4 separate regions of the Mus musculus genome follow, and all the other regions are linked to region 2. A link is a contact called in public promoter capture Hi-C data. All regions are on one chromosome and are shown on one strand. The core of a region is the stretch at or near the end of the contact, and the rest is flanking DNA. Distances in the headings are between cores, read along the strand shown.

Region 1 (2,700 bases), core at 181-2,680, 1.1 Mb before region 2:
TGAACTTCTGATGCTTCTGAGTGCTGGGATTACAGGTATGAACCCGTAATTCTGATTTCATGTGGTACTGGCTATCCAACCCAGGGCTTCGTGCATGCCAAACACTCTACAAACTGAGCCACAACCCCCAGACCATTATTATTGCATGTTTTCTGAGACAGTCTCGTGTAGCCCAGGCTGGCCTTGATGCCAGTGATGACCTTGAATTCCGGATCCTCCTGCTCCAGCCTCTCAGTGCTGGGATGCAGGCTCTGCTGATAATCTGCTCCTCTCAAAAGTTGTAATGGCATCATTCTCGTTCTGAAGGTGACACTGCCCCACTTGCTTTGCCCCAAGTGCTTCCTCCACCTTAGCCCCAGGCTTCCCATAGAGAAATCTAAACCTCTGTCTATTGGCAGGTCCCAAGGGTGGGGCTGGGCAGCAGAGCTCACCTGTTCAGTTTGCTCTAGCTTGCACCAGAGGTTCAGTAAGTGTTCTTTGGGTGAAATGAAAAACAAACAAGCAACAAACAAACGGAGGACAATTTTCCAACTAGATCTTGGAAGATGCTTACTACTCTCTGAACGAGTGACAGATTCTGGAGATAATATTTTTTAAACTTTTAACTTTTAAAAATTACATTTTCTTTATTGAAGTGCAAAAAATATGTGCGAGCCCCCTGTAGGGCAGCAAGCACCTTGGCCTTCTGAGGCAGCTAGTTGGCTCCTGAGGATGACCCTTTAAAGAAACTCAAGGAACTTATTAACAAACAGAAGTCTGCTGTCCGCTGTGGCCACCAGGCAGTGGGGGCGGGGTGGGGGCGGGGGTTGGGGGTTGAGGGAGATTTCTCTATCAAAGCTGGGCTATCTGTTTTCCAGAGGTTGTACCGCTTTTCCACACAGACCTGGATGACAACTTCTGGTCCTCCTATCACTCCCTCTTCAACCAGAACCCACTCCCCAAGGCCAAATCTAAATTAGATTTCCAACCCCACAATCTGCAAGCTGAGTGACCCTGGGCGAGGCGCGGTCTTCTCTGGTCTTTCCTTCCTTGCAAAGTAGGTGACTACGCCTGTGACCCGATAGGGCAGGAAGGCGTGAAATCTGATCAGTCAGGTAAGGTCTCAACTTCAATTTTGGCAAGCTTCAAATTTCTCAACAAAGCTTTGGTGAGTAGCAGGAATGTTGGAGAATGTGTCCAGAACAGGACATTAATTTGACTTCTATTTCTGGGTGGCAGCGTGACCTTTGCCAAATCCCCTACCCTCTGGAGGTGACGTCAGGGCTGGGGTCAGAAACGACCCAGGTAAGAGGTGGCAGGTTTCCCCCGAGGGCGCCCTCCCCCATGCCCTTCCCCTGCAGCCGGTGACACCCAAACTCCAAAAAAGAAGCACTCGGGGTGGGGCTGGACAGGGCGGGGCGGGCAGCGAGCGAATCCGATTGGCCCCTGCGCGCCACGTGTCCCCCTCCACCGTGCGCCCAGCCTGCGCTGCGGCTGCTGCTAGGCTAACGGGCTTCGAGCTGCGTCTGTCCATACGCCCTGATCTGAGGCCTCCCTAGCGCGGTGAGTGTGCAGAGTCGCTGCGGGACACGGGGTCCAGGACTGAAGGGACCTGGTCGGGTCCATGCTGGTGTGCGGTCACCCCGGGGTGTCGCGGCTGGGTGTGTCCCGGGAGGGAACCCAAAGTGCTGGCGCTGGTTGACAGCACCCTGAGGGGGGAGGGGAGCTGGTGCCCCCCGCCCGGCCCCGCCGAGGGTGTGGTCCAAGACCCAGGAGCCTAATTGTCTAAAGTAGTGGAAAAACTTGGTGACCCTCGCGGGAGGCTGTGAGTTACTCAACTTGGAGAGCTTGAGGAATTGAACAGTCTGCTGAGCACCAGACGGTTCGTGGTGTGGTCCGGGAGAAAGGCTCCCTGATGCGGGTCAGAGGAAGGACCTGCTGTCTTTCCGGAGATGCTCACCTTTCCGGGAGCCGCAGAGGCTCTTAGCAAGATGCAGAGGTCCCACTCTGAATTTTGCTTCTCCTAAGCCAACCCGGCTCCTTCCCAGTTTTTCAGGGTCTTAGTTAGATGCTTCCTACTGACCTCGAATCCAGATCCCACCACCAACTTGCAGTGTGGCCTTGAGCCAGCCGCCTTTCCCTCTCTGAGCCCCCATCTCACAAGTGTTGATAACCCCCGCTTTCAGTCCTATGAAAGTGGGTTTGATTTGGCTGCTGGTTGGGGAATCTTGAGTACAGGTGTGGTCGATGAAACTCTCCTTTAGAGAGAATCTGGCTTCTGCTTCCCCCCACCCCCGCCCCACTCCCGCCCCACCCCCTTTTGTCTAAACTCTGGTGGGTCTTACTAGACACTTCCAAATTTGGGCATATGGCTCCAGGATTTGTAGGGGATCCTGGTGTTCCCTTAGAATCTGCCCTCCATTTCACCTCACCTGGCCAGATCACATCTTGAAGCTGCTGAGCCCACCTCTCCGACAGAATAGCTTGACTCTCCAGCCTTTCTTATCCCCCGGGAACTATTTCAGCCCCTGTATGCCCTGATGTTCTGGCTGCAGGCCCTAAGCCCTGCAGGAAGACCCTGGGCAATCCTCTCCCATATCCATGAGTTGCAGCTTGCCTGGGACACTTGGAAGGACTTCTTTTCTCTCTGGGCCCTTGTTCCCCATAGTGGTCTGCTGAGGTGGCCGCCACTTCCGGTGCCCCCCCCCCCCCCCCCCCCCC
Region 2 (2,700 bases), core at 135-2,634:
TTCTAGATCTCATTAGTTGGAGTGAGAAGAGTGACCCTCAGAGAGGCAGCATCTGTTCCATGGCCTTTGGTCCAGGACTAAGTAAGAGGAGAGAAAGCAAGCTGAGCACCAGCATTTCTCTCTCCTGGCTTCCTGACTGAGGCGACTGTGACAAGCTGACTCCTGCCACCCGGCCTTCCCAGAGTGACCGACTCTACCCTCTAAGCACAAGCCCAAACCTCTTCTCCCTTAAATTGCTTTTGTCTCTGTAACCAGAAAAGTTACGAATACAACAGCTACCAAGACAATTTTAATGATAATGTGCATCTGCTGTACACACCTGTTGTCCCTGCTACTAGAGAGGATGAGGCAGGTGGTCATTTGTGACCAAAGTTGCAGGTAAAGCCAGGGAAATACAGTAGGCCCCATCTAAATAAGTAAATAAATAAATAAATAAAATTATAAATGTAACTTCTCATTTCATTTGACAATATTACTTTAGAATTACACAATTGCTATTTTTATACCTTATCTTTTTAATTTTAGGAAATACTATTTGCACAAAACAATGGATTTCATTGTAAGGCTCTGTGTTTGTTTTAAGACGGGTTTCACTGTGTAGTCCTGACTGGCCTGGAACTATGTAGATCACCAGTCAGCTCCTGAATTAACTGTAAAAAATAACTAATTTGAGGGTATAATCCTAGACTAAGATCCTTAATCTTGAAGTTAAATTTTTATATTTGCTTAAGTCGATTTGATGAATAACTGAATGATTTCTTAATCTTTAAAAACATAAAGCACAGAACAGAGCCTAGAAATTGAAATTCATTGCCCACAGCCTCATGACCACAGCCTCAAAATTTGTCTCAATCTCTTAATGATTATTATAATATGACATTATGTGAGTGGGCGTTTTGATTGCATGTATGTCTGTGCACTATATGTGACAGGGGACCAGAAAAGGGGATTAGTTCCCCCGGAACTGGAGTTACCAGAAGGTTGTAAGCCTCCAATGCGTGCTGGGAATTGAACTCAGGTCCATTGAAGGAGAAGACTTTTGGTGGGATACAATCCCTTTCTGACCCATAACAAAAAGTTGAGAGGGTGTTTCATACCGAAATCCTACGCCTTTCTCCAAGTCAACACCCAGCTTGGTCACAACTTCCCCCAAAGGAGCCCTGGGGACCAGCTCGGGGTTGTGGCTTGAGAAGACCCATCCCTCCCTCTAGCAGCAGCTTCGGGGCGGGGACTACAGCGGCCCCGCCCCCAGCCCGACTCGCTCGGGGGGTGTGGCTTGAGAAGACCCGTCCCTCCCTCTAGCAGCAGCTTCGGGGCGGGGACTACAGCGGCCCCGCCCCCAGCCCGACTCGCTTGCTCTCGACTGGGAAGGACTTTACCTCAGGGCGTTCCTCAGCGAACAGCTCAGAGTAGTAGGCAAGGGACTCCTAGGCTCCCTCACACCCGCGCAGTTCTGAAGCCAGGCTCCATCCCGCTTCCGCACTGTCCAGCCAGCTCGGAGACCGGGACCAGACCCGCCTCACGTACAGGCGCGTCCAGTGCCCACTACGGATCACTCAGACTCCTGCCGCGCCCACCCCACGGTTCGCCTCAGGACTGCACGGCCGGCCTTGCAGTCTAGGCCAGACTCCGCGCGGAGTCCATCATGGCCTCACGTCCTCGGTGTCTCTGGCGCTGGCGGGGTCTGAGGCGGCGGGAGGAACTCACGAGCTTCTCCGTGTGGAAAACGTCTCCCGACGCTTTCTCGAACTCCTCTTCGACGAGTGACTGGTGCTCCGCGTGCACGGACAAACCGTGCGCCGCCCACTGCGCCCGAGTATCCTCGGATTCCCGGCGGGACGCCGTGGGCTGCCGACTCTATGCTTGACTACGACGAGGTGACCGCCTTCCTGGGCGAGTGGGGGACCTTCCAGCGCCTCATCTTCTTCCTGCTCAGCGCCAGCATCATCCCCAATGGCTTTACTGGGTTGTCAGCCGTGTTCCTGACGGCGATCCCGGAGCACCGTTGCCGGATACCAGACACCGTGAACCTGAGCAGCGCGTGGCGCAACCACAGTATCCCGATGGAGACGAAGGACGGACCAGAGGTGCCTCAGAAATGCCGCCGCTACCGACTGGCCACCATCGCCAACTTCTCTGAGCTAGGGCTGGAGCCGGGACGGGACGTGGACCTGGAGCAGCTGGAGCAGGAGAACTGCCTGGATGGCTGGGAGTACGACAAGGACATCTTCCTGTCCACCATCGTGACAGAGGTAGGTGACAGCCCCCCTGTCAGGGTCTGGTGACATCGCAGGCAATGGTTGTTCCTTAGTTTAACCACAAGCTCCCTGGTGATGAGCATCCTTTAAGAACATTTTATGAGATGACTTCTAGCCATAGTACGCCCCTCAGAGGACAAATGTCTGGCAGACCATCCGTCCATAGGGTCCCATTGAAGATAGAGTCCAGAAGGTTCTGCCCCTAGGAGATGCCCTGAGACCCTGAGTGGTGGGACTTTCTCGAGGTAGTGATGTGATTCAGAGGGGCCGGATTCAGACTTGCTCCAGAGAAGAGACCACAGGTTTTAGCCTCTGTTCAGAAAGGAAAGACTCTTTGCAGAACTTTTTAAAGTTAAAGAAACGTGTGTTCCAAACTCTCTACCCTTTCTGGAGTTATTCTTTCTTCCCTCACCTATCCTTACCCCAAAATGAAGTCTTGCCA
Region 3 (2,761 bases), core at 1-2,500, 1.1 Mb before region 2:
AAGCTTGCAGTGTCTGTCCTGAGGAGAGAAGACTATGTCACACAGATCTTGTGAGCTGGGGAAAGCTATTGGCCCAGCCTTGTGGAAAGCTTACAATGAAAGTGGGTGTCATTTATTTGCAGGGGTGTTACAAAAGCCAGGTTTGGGGGAGCATTTGACCTGGGCTCTGGGCCTTGCTACCAGCATTGTCCCTCTCTGAAGTATACTTTTATTTCATTTATTCATTTGTTTATTGAAGAGGGGAGAGTGAGTGTGTGTGCACACATGTGTGCACATGGCCTACATATGGAGATCAGAGGACAAATTTCAGGAGTTGGCTCTCTTTTTCCTGGGAATTGAATTTAGGTCATCAGCTTAGTAGCAAGCACCTTTACTCACTGAGATAATTTTAATTCATTTTCTTTTGAGACAAGGGCTCACTCTGTAGCCTAGACTGACCTCCAACTTGTGGTTGTCCTTTTGCCTCAGGCTCCTGGAACTGCAAATTGATTGGCCTTTTCAGCTCAGGAAATGTAGATTTAGTTATGAATGGGTAATGCAGTGTGTGAGCCTTGGCATGCATGTTCCTTTTCTCCTTCCACCAAGTGGGGCCTGGGGATGGAGCTCAAGTCGGCATCACAGGCAACTGCCTTTCCCACTGAGCCTGCAGCTGGCTTGTTCTTTTGGTTGCTTGCTTGGTTAGTTTTGTTTTTGAGATAAGCTCTTACTTACTCTGTAGCCTCTTCCTGAAACTCCAGCCTCAGCCTCCTAAGTGCTGGGTCTATAGGCACTCACCCTCAGTGCCTTCAGAGGTTAAAAGGCCCATGTGCTGGAGCCGGACAGGCATCTTTGAGCCACCCGATGTGGGTGTCTGGAGTTGAACCATAGTTCCCTGGAAGGGCAGAAAAATACTCTTAACTGCTAAGATCTCTCTCCAACCCCGTTCCCTTTGTATGACAGGTTATCATGTAGCCCTGCCTGGTCTTAAACCCCCTATATATATCAGACTGTCCTCGAACTTGTGATCCTCCTGCCTCCACCTCCTCAGAACTGGGATTACAGACGTGTGCCACAACGCCTGGTTTAATTGTTTTCGTTCTTTTCCCTCTCAGCTCTTTCTCATCAGAGGGTCCTGAGAACCATCTGTGGCTCCTGGGGATCTCTCCTGCCCCGGCCTCAGGTACTTCTGGCGTGGAGCGCCGCTGGCACCTGCCCTGGCCCGGCCCCGGCTCGGCCGGGGCCCCGCGCAGGCCCTGCTCTTCCGGCATTTAAGGCGCGCAGCCGGCGCGGCTGCAGCTCCGGGCGGTTGAGAGTCACAGCCAGCGGGACGCGCGAAGCAGGATGGGCTGCAGGCAAAGCCGGCACAGCCGCGGCAAGCGCGCAGAGAAGGTACCGGGAGCCCGCACACGGAGGTCTGCTTGGGGGGCGCTCAGAGGGACAGCAGAGGACACCAGATGGACAGCAGTGGGGGGGGCAGTCATGGAGATTGGGGTGCGGGGGTGGGGGTGCTCTGTCTCCGCCCGACCCGGCAATCAGAAGCCGAGTTAACACACTCAGTCCCAGACAAACTGCAGCTGACCCTGCTGTCCCCGCGGGGAGGTGACTGGTGTGTCCGTGGCAGGTGGCCTTCAGTGTGGGGCTGTCACTGTGTAGTAGAGGACAGAGTTCTTAACCTCTCTGCGCCTTGAGCTAAGGTCTAAGGCCGGCAATCTCTGATAGGTCCACAGCCGGACAGCACCAGCATCACCTGAGACCTGTTGGAAACCTCAACTCCCTGGTCTGCCCAAGGGCTGCTAGACACAGGCTGCCTCTTAACGAGTTTCGCCTGGGATCACTGCACCCTTTAGAGCCTAGGAAGCGGGTCAGGGCTTCCTGCGGGAACTGAGCGGTGCGTGGGCTGCCCTTAGGGTAGCTGGGAGGAGCCAAAGTGGGAGTTGATTTGTAGTCTCCTGCAGCTCTCTCCTCCTTCCTGTCCCTCCCGCCCCAGAGCCCTGAAGCTGGGTTAGAGCCCAAGAGACTGACTCAGGTTTCTGCCCCTTGAGGTCTGAGAAACGTCAGGAGGTCAGAGCCTAGATTCAGGGCCAAATCCACTGAGGACAGCCGGGGGCCCAGAGAAGGAAACAGGCACTCTAGAGTCCTAGTCGTTTTTTCCTGTCTGCCAGTCTCTCCACCCCTTGTGGGGATGGACAGCCCGTGAACTTCATCAGTCCCCACTGTGAAAATGATTAATTTTGCAAGGAACTTCAGCTCATTAGTCTTCCTGTTACCTCTGTTTATCTACCCCTAACTTTGTCAATGTGTGTGTGTGTGTGTGTGTGTGTGTGTGTGTGTTCTCTGAACCCTCCCCTGCACTTGGACTAACTTTTCATTGTTTTATTTTTCTCCCCATCCCCACTTTTGGAGACAGGGTCTGGTGTAGCCCAGGCTGTCCTAAACTTAATGTGTAGCCAAAGCTGGCCTTGCACTGCTAATTCACCTGCCTCTCCAATGCTGGGATTACCAGCCTCCCCACCACAGCAGGCTGGATGTTTTTGTTCAGATTTTTTAGACAAGCTCTCAATATGTAGCCTAGATTGGCCCCAAACTTTCAATTTTACTTAGCCTCCCTAATGTTGAAATTATAGGCCTGGGCTACCATACCTGGCTTCTAAGGGCTTCTTGATAACTGCAAAGCCCTTCACCTTTGCTGCCTCAAAGGGCCTCCATGTCTGCCTTGGGCCTGTGCAGCTTCGTTGGGTTCTTTTGCTCACGGTGCCTGTGAGCTGGATAGTGGGCTGCTTTT
Region 4 (2,761 bases), core at 261-2,760, 1.2 Mb before region 2:
ACTTGTAACCTCAACAACAGCTTTTAAGAAGCCCGGCCGTAGATGCAGTCTACTTCCAGAGTGTTTGGAACCCCTGGGTTCCATCCAAAAAAAAACCCTATGCACTAATGTACCTGTTAGTTACTATAAATTAGGATGCAAACTAGAGGCAAAAGAGATCTTGGTCATGAGAAAGACAACTAAAATTATGAATGTCTAGTTGAGCCATAAATGGGGGGGGGGCAGATTCAAGACAATTAGAAACAGGTAAAATTCTTTTAGAACAAGATCTACTCTTGTTGTAGGCTACTGCCTACAGATTACAAGGAGGGGGTAAATCTCTCCTAACAAAATCAAACAGGAAAAATATGAGTTTCATAACAAAAGGACCCTACCATCATTCATACACTGAAAATGTAAACCCGGGTGAGGGAGGATTCAAAGTCACCTAAGGCATCAAGCAAGAGGCAAAAGCTAAAACACGCTCTGCAGATTCCCCAAAGTCAATTCCTTCCAGGACACTATGTTGCTATCCTGACTCAACAAGCCCCCACCCCCTAATTCCATCCATATAAGCAGTCGCTACCTGAATCTGTCAAATTTCAGAAAACAAAACAAAAAGCAAGCGGTCTTCAAGTTAACATCTGTGCTTTTCATGCCCTAGAGCTCTCTTGGTCCCTCCAGTCTATCCCAGGTCCTATTTCATATTTCTAAGTGACTTCCACAAAACTGCAGAACGGTTAGAAACGAAGCCTGCTGAGTGATGAGGAAAGAGAGAGAGAGAGAGAGAGAGAGAGAGGAAAAAAGAAGGAAAGGAAAGGAAAGGAAAGGAAAGGAAAGGAAAGGAAAGGAAAGGAAAGGAAAGGAAAGGAAAGGAAAAAGCCATCAGTGAACAGAACCACACCCAGAACTCAAGCCTGGCGTGGAGAGCCCAGACACAGCGGAGCTAAACAAGGACGCGCGACCCACAGCGGAAGGGACAAGTGCCTTTTCACAGGGCGAGTTTCCCCGCAGATGGCAACGTGGCAGAAAACAAACAGTTGCAGAAGCTGACACCCTGCTGCAGGGATACCTCGGAAGCCCACACACAGCCCTGGACCTCAGTTTCCCCTACTCTCGGAGGAAAGGAGTTGCGGTCTGGTACCCTGTGACCCAAGGCAAGGGCATAGCTCGAACAGCCACATCTGCAAACGAAGGGTTGGTCCGAGCTAGCCGTCAGTGACTGCCGATGTCACCTGGGAACTATGACTGAACACCTGTCAAAGGTGCATGGGAGACCCCACCCCACGGGTGACCTGTCCCTGAGCAGCAGCATCCGTTTGGCGGGAGGTGCTACAGCAGGAGGTGACTCCCGACTGCAGCGCAGGGCACGCACTACTCACCGGTCGGCCCTGCCCGGCCCGGGCTCCCGCTCCGGCTCCGGCTCCGGCTCTGGCTCCCGCTCCTGCTCAGCCCACCTCGCGTAGCCTCAGCGCCGACCCCTAGCCATGGTTTTCTAGCCTCCTGGACAGCCGCTTCCGGGCCCTGTCACGTGATGCTGGCTCCCTAGCCCAGGTCACGTGCCGCTCCATTCCGTGCTCCTCCTCCCGGACCCTTGTTCTGCAGCGCCACCTGGCGGCCGTCAGCCGCTGCTTCAGAAAGGGCAGTGCTTCTGAGACCACCACAGAGCTAAGGCAGACGACCTAGATTTTGAGGCAGTCTCCAGGGAAGTCGGCATGCAAAATATCCGTAATTTTTAGCCTTGCTAAAATTTATTTGTTCAGCATATATTAACGTGCATTTACTGGTTTATAATCACAAGTTTGCACCTTTTAAAAAATAAATCGTGCAGCTAAGCCTGATGGTACAAGACTGCAATACCAGAGCAGAGAAGAAAAATAGTTCAAGGCCTGTTTGGGTTATAGAGTGAGTTCAAGGATACCCTGGGTGATTTAAAGATACCTTGCTTCAAAAAAATTTAAAAGGGGCTACTGGGAAAATGGTTTACTGGATACAATAAGAACCTGAGTTAAGATTCCCAGTACATATAAAGAGCCAGGCAAGACAATGTGTGCCAGTAACACCAGAGCTTGGGGCCAGAGCAGAAGGATCCCTTGGTCTCTTCAGCAGACTAACTGATCTAGCCAAAACAGTGGGCTCAGGTTCAGTGAGAGAACCTGTGGGGAAAAAAAGTTGAGGGAACAACTCAAGCAGACAATGTCACCATCTGACTCCCCGATGCCCCACTCCACACACACACACACATACTCCATATGCTACACACATACACATACACACACACACACACTCCATACACCACACACATAAATATACTCCATACACCACAAACACACACATACATATACTCCATACACCACATACACACAGACATATACTCCATACACCATATACATACATATACTCCATACACCACACACGTACATATACTCCATGTACACACATATATTTCGTACACCACACACATACGTACATGCACATATGTTCCATACACCACACACACACATACACACACACAAACAACATATACTCCATACATCACAGACACATATACACATATACTCATACAAACATATACCACACATACATACATATACTCCATATACCACACACACAGAGATGCAAAGACAACTTCACACATACACATACTTCATACACCACACACACATACACACTCCATATACCACACACACATACATATACTCCATACACACACATATACTTCATACACCTCACACATACATACATACATACATACATACATACACATATGCATATGTTCCAT

What was found. Promoter capture Hi-C pulls out the DNA fragments that hold promoters and counts their contacts.
Region 1: a promoter capture Hi-C map of liver shows a contact between it and region 2, with 4 times the contacts expected there. The contact joins the promoter of Anxa6 here to the promoter of Slc22a21 in region 2. A contact is called at or near these places in 4 of 39 promoter capture datasets (hippocampal neurons, liver and pre-B cells) and 2 of 484 Hi-C or Micro-C datasets (B cells and pro-B cells).
Region 3: a promoter capture Hi-C map of hippocampal neurons shows a contact between it and region 2, with 3 times the contacts expected there. The contact joins the promoter of Ccdc69 here to the promoter of Slc22a21 in region 2. A contact is called at or near these places in 6 of 39 promoter capture datasets (the 3T3-L1 cell line, hippocampal neurons, liver and 2 more).
Region 4: a promoter capture Hi-C map of liver shows a contact between it and region 2, with 3 times the contacts expected there. The contact joins the promoter of Slc36a1 here to the promoter of Slc22a21 in region 2. A contact is called at or near these places in 4 of 39 promoter capture datasets (the C10 cell line, liver and pre-B cells).

The regions. Positions count from the first base shown.
Region 1 is chr11:55,032,201-55,034,900 of GRCm38.p6, reverse strand. It overlaps Anxa6 (annexin A6), which reads left to right and starts at 1,430. Exons shown (of 26, transcript NM_013472.5): 1 at 1,430-1,542.
Region 2 is chr11:53,979,017-53,981,716 of GRCm38.p6, reverse strand. It overlaps Slc22a21 (solute carrier family 22 (organic cation transporter), member 21), which reads left to right and starts at 1,384. Exons shown (of 10, transcript NM_019723.3): 1 at 1,384-2,252. The coding sequence starts at 1,860. It overlaps Gm30927 (predicted gene, 30927), which reads right to left and starts at 1,686. Exons shown (of 4, transcript NR_168634.1): 1 at 1,380-1,686; 2 at 320-408.
Region 3 is chr11:55,076,620-55,079,380 of GRCm38.p6, reverse strand. It overlaps Ccdc69 (coiled-coil domain containing 69), which reads left to right and starts at 1,250. Exons shown (of 7, transcript NM_177471.4): 1 at 1,250-1,368. The coding sequence starts at 1,321.
Region 4 is chr11:55,203,089-55,205,849 of GRCm38.p6, reverse strand. It overlaps Slc36a1 (solute carrier family 36 (proton/amino acid symporter), member 1), which reads right to left and starts at 1,510. Exons shown (of 11, transcript NM_153139.4): 1 at 1,362-1,510.